Regions from separate parts of the Callithrix jacchus genome. Here region 1 is linked to region 2. Evidence: chromatin contacts called from public Hi-C data. All regions are on one chromosome and are shown on one strand. The core of a region is the stretch at or near the end of the contact, and the rest is flanking DNA. Distances in the headings are between cores, read along the strand shown.

Region 1 (2,700 bases), core at 118-2,617, 150 kb before region 2:
AGCTTAGTTCTTTATCTGCTGGATGACTTTTCCATTCCAACGTCTCATTTTTTTTTTCTGAATCAAGAAACCTTTCCTCCCTTGTTCCTCCTAATAACTTAATGATTTTTCCATAAATGACAAGAGATTTATGCAGCATCTGCTAATTTTCAAAGCATGATCGCCTACATTTCCACATTGTTTTCTCATCAAATACAAAACAGAAAAATTCTTATATTGGAAGCAGCTGCATTGATTAACCCCATTATACTCATGTAGAAATTGAAGTTCAAAGTGGTTAAGTGACTTTATCCAAGATGATACAGCCATACTTACTTATGGTACTACTCATTTCCTAGGGTTCCAAGACAAACGCATTAGAAACAGCTTTGACTCTTTCACTTTCCCTGCCCCGACCCATTTCTCATTATTTCAAAGAGCTGGATGATTCTTGTATTCTGAAACAAATCTCAATGCTTCTCCTTTCTTTTCCAAAACCAATAGTTACTCTTCTGGCTTAGGCTTTTGCCATAATGAATTCCTTGATGCCCTTATGGTAGTCTGGGGGGTTTTCAAGAAGATAAAGGCTGAAAAAAGGGATAAGTCTCTGGAAAACCTGAAAGAATTCAAGATGGAGAACACAGACTTGTTTACTGGATTGGAAAAAGTTTTTTTTTTTTTTTTTTTAGCATGAGGAAAAGAACTTCCTCCTTTCTACACCAAAGCACAAACTGATAGGAACCTTCGCTTCAAGATGTGGTTTCACAGGAAGGGGAACAAAACACACTCCCCTGTTGTGGGCAGGGGAGAGCATCAGGAAAAATAGCTAATGCATGCTGGGCTTAATACCTGGGTGATGGGTTGATAGGTGCAGCAAATAACCACGACACACGTTTACCTATGTAACAAAACTGCACATCCGCACAAGTACCCCAGAACTTTAAAAAAAGAAAAGAGAGAGAGATGGTTTAAGATAGAAATACAGCTAAAAGGCTGGGCTGGGTCTTAGTATGATAGATATATACAGGGCAGGAAGGCAGCATTATATTTTAGATAGTTCCTGCACACACAAAAAATACCCTGCTTTCTCTGTAGCTTCCTGGGTATTCCCATCGGACACAGTCTGGGAGTTGGGGCCTATGAGAGCGTATCAATGCATGACTGATACAGTAGGTAAGCTCTTCAGCCATCTTTTTGAACATCTCATCTTTCGGTCTCTCTTTGGGTTTCCATTGTCATGGGCAGCCAAATCCTTGGTTCCTCACATCTACCCATCTTAAACCTGGTAATCCACATTACCTGTGTTCACCTGGTACTGTAGCATGAGGCTGGCAAAGATAGGAAAAAGGAGCTTCATGGTTGGGTGCCAGAGAGGAAGCCTTGGATCTGGGCTGATGCTCCTGAGCTCCAGCCTTTATTGGCCTCTTCATGGCCTTAGGCCATAAGCAATGAAGAGCAGCCAAAGCAAATTTGTGTGCTGTGTTTTTTCTGACTCTGCTTGAAAACACCCTTTCTTGAACACCTCTTTGCAACAAATTCGTTGCTCTTTATCCTAGGGAAAAACATAAAATATGTAAGATAAGAAAGAGAGCAAGCCCTTTCTTTCTTTTTTTTTTTTTTTTGAAATGGATTCTCATCTGTTGCCTAGGCTGGAGAGCAGTGACACGACCTAGGCTCACTGCAACCTCTTCCTCCCAGGTTCAAGTGATTCTCCTGCCTCAGGCTCCCAGATAGAGTAGCTGGGACAACAGGCACATGCCACCATGCCCAGCTAACTTTTGTATTTTTATTAGAGACTGGGTTTCACCATGTTGGCCAGGCTGGTCTTGAACTCCTGAACTTAATTCATCCGCCCACCTTGGCCTCCCAAAGTGCTGGGATTATAGGCATGAGCCACTGTGCCCAGCTGCATGTCTCTTTCTTAATGTTGGCGTAGGATAAGAGTTAGATATTTGATTCACTAATTTTCAGCCCAGTTATGCTAAGATTGGCACTTAGTGCATGAGAATTAGAAGAGCTAGAGGAGGGTAAAGATTCTGTCTTGTTTGTACTGGTATGTCCAGTGGCCAGCATGGGTATTGGATCAACGTACAAACTCAGTAAATGTTTGTTAAACAAGTTTGTGGGCGAATACTCTTGGCATATCTTTAACTTTTGAGTTTACAATGATTCCCACATCCTTTTAAAGTAGCAATTTAAAAAAACTTTTTTAACTTCGGGGATACATGTGCAGGTGTACAGGTGTGTTACATAGGTAAATGTGTGTTGTGGGGGCTGGTTGTACAGCTTATTTCATCACCCAGCTATTAAGTCTAGTATCCGTTAGTTACTTTTTCCGATCTTCTCCTCTCACTTTCCGCCCTCCAGTAAGCCCCAATGTGTGTTGTCCCCCTCTGTGTGTCCATATGTTCTCATCATAGCTCCCACTTATAAGTGAGAACATGCAGTATTTGGCTTTCTGTTCCTGCATTAGTTTGCTAAGGAAAATGGCCTCCAACTCCATCCATGTCCCTGCAAAGGACATGATCTCATTCTTTTTTATGGCTGCATAGTATTCCACGCTATATAGGTACCATATTTTCTTTATCCAATCTTTATCCAAATGCCCAAACGATGGGCATTTATATTCCTTTGGGCATATACCACGTAATGGGATTGCTCCGCCAAATGGTATTTCTGATTTTAGGTCTTTGAGGGATCACCACACTGTCTTCCATAATG
Region 2 (2,700 bases), core at 52-2,551:
CAGTTTTTGAAATATACAACACAGTACCGTTAACTATAGGAACTGTGTTGTACGGTAGATTTCTAGGACATACTCATGAGAGTACAGTCTCTTCAATAAACATATTGGGAAAACTAGATATCTCCACACAAAATAATAAAATGGGATCTTTATCTTACACCATACACAAAAATCAAATGGATTAAAGACTTAAATCTAAAACATGGATTAAATCTAAAAATGGATTAAAGACTTAAATCTAAAACATGAAACCATAAAACTCTTAGAAGAAACATAGAGTAAAAAGCTTCTTGACATTGGCCTTGGGAAGGGTTTCCTGGATATGATGCCAAAAGCACAGGCAACAAAAGCAAAAATAAACAAGTGGACAGCAGCAACCTAAAAAGCTCCTGCACAGCAAAGGAAACAATATATAAAATGAAGAAGGAACCTACAGAATGGGAGAAGATATTTGCAAATCATACATCTGAGAGTCAATATTCTCCCCATTTCAATAGGGATAGCCCTGCTGTGACGAATTCAACTGTCTCACTCAAGCTTAATCACTCCCAAACCCAGGCTAAGTCAGACCCTGCCCAGATAAATCTCACATACACCCAACTGAATGAGATACCCACTTTAGGCAAACACGTAACTACAACTCAAGCCCTGTCTCTTCCAAAGCCCAATTGCAAAACATACAAACATAACACTACCCAAGCCACCCAACCCCAATTCACAGCATCAATCTAAAACACAGCCCAACTACAAACCTCTCTATACCCCAGCTCGCAGTTCCACCAACTCTACCCCCAGATTCATTCAAGAAAAAAAAATACCATTTTCTCTCCAGACTATACCAAAACATCCGTTCAGCTCAATCCTATAAACATTCATCCCATGCACATCCCCACTCACTTTCTGGATATTACCCTCTCTCTAAGGTCTTACAACAGCCCCACATCAACTCACTATCCAACTCCAAACTGCTATATTCCTCCTACAGCTCCTCAACTTGCATCCAGTCTCTCACCCCTAACTCGTGACTTAAGCTCCCATCCCAGTGACAGCACTACCCAAGATGTTTTGTGCTTAGGCTAGCCACTACGCCAGGAACAACCTCTTAAATTTGTCTTGGCAGGACCAAAAGACTTTAGGGGTTGCCCACTATATGTGAGTACGAGTCATTGCAGAGGTCACCAAGATACCAGTACCACATGCAAGACCCCAGAACTTTGAGAGAGGCCTGAGTTACCTGGAGTTTTTTGAGCCAGGATCATAAGGATGACAATGGTCATTAAACAGGGCTTCATGACTGACATGTTCCAACAGAATGAAGGGCTGTGTTGCAGGTGACTGAATAGAGATTACTGTAGCAAAGCGGTGGCCCACCTTTATTAGTTTTGGAAATGGGCCAGGGTTGTGTGCAGTGAACTAAAAGGGATGAGAGATACCTGAGGTCAGGCAGGCAGAAGGACAACATGGATCATTTATCTGAGCTGGATACTCTGTGTAAATGCGGGAGACTTGCCAGCAGTGCTCATGCCTGGGTGGGCCTTTCTTCCCATTAAGTAACAGACAGATTAGACATTCGGCATTTTGTGTGAGACAAATTTGAATGAATCAAGCAAGCAAGCACACTTGAAAAAACTTATAAATAATTATATAAGAAATAAAGAATTGTTTTTAACTGTGGTCACCATGCTGTGCCCACAGAACACCAGAACGTATTCCTCCTATCTAACTGAAAGATTGTCCCCATTGACCGACATGTCCCCATCCCCATCCACCCTCACTCGAGGCTCTGGTAACAACCATGTTAATCTCTACTTCTCTGAGTTCAACTTTTTGAGATTCCACATCTAAGTGAGATCATACAGTATTTGTCTTTCTGTGCCTGGTTTATTTCTCTTCACATAATGTCTTCCAGGTTCATTTTTTAAAGCCTGAATAGTGCTCCAGTATCTATAGATAATAATAATGTAAAGATCACAAATAAATAATAAATATTTGAGGTCATAAACATGCTGATCTCTTAATTAACTGATCCCTTTATTATTATATAATGACTATCTTTGTCTCACTTTGTGGTTTTTTACTTAAAGTCTAGTTTTTCTAAGAAAAGCTGCTCCTCCTCTTTTCTGGTTTCCTTTTCCATGGGACATCTTTTTCCATCCCTTAACTTTCAGCCTATTTGTTTCCTTAAAAGTGAAATGAGTCTCTTGTAGGCAAAATATAGTTGGGTCATTTTAAAAAATCAATTCAGCCACCCTACGTCTTTCACTTTCAGTAGGCAAAGTGAATCCATTTACATTCAAAGTAATTGCTTTTAGGCAAAAGAACTTACTTTTGCCATTTTTGTTCATTCTTTTCTGGCTATTTTATACATCCTTTGTTCCTTTCTTCCTCTTTTGCTGTCTTTGTTTGTGATCCCAGCTACTTGGGAGGCTGAGGCAGGAGGATCACTTGAAACCAGGAAGCAGAGTTTGCAGTGAGCAGAGATCACGCCACTGCACTCCAACCTGGCCAACAGAGGGAGACTCCATCTCAAAAAAAGAAAAGAAAAAGAAAAAAATATTTGGCTAAATTAAATCAAACCACTGGCTTACAATGACCCAGAGCCTTAGTATTTGTTCTATGAGAGTTGAGGTTAACTCCCTTTAACAAGCATGGTATTTCTCCTTTTTGAGTTAATGTTTAGAAGCGCCATGTTTAGCAGTG

What was found. A called contact is a pair of places that touch in the nucleus more often than the background predicts.
Region 1: a Hi-C map of skeletal muscle shows a contact between it and region 2, with 2.7 times the contacts expected there. The contact joins the promoter of DEFB129 here to the promoter of DEFB116 in region 2. A contact is called at or near these places in 3 of 3 Hi-C or Micro-C datasets (induced pluripotent stem cells and skeletal muscle).

The regions. Positions count from the first base shown.
Region 1 is chr5:7,984,517-7,987,216 of calJac240_pri, reverse strand. It overlaps DEFB129 (defensin beta 129), which reads right to left and starts at 1,367. Exons shown (of 2, transcript XM_002747394.5): 1 at 1,279-1,367. The coding sequence starts at 1,336.
Region 2 is chr5:7,838,650-7,841,349 of calJac240_pri, reverse strand. It overlaps DEFB116 (defensin beta 116), which reads right to left and starts at 1,301. Exons shown (of 2, transcript XM_017973099.1): 1 at 1,235-1,301. The coding sequence starts at 1,301.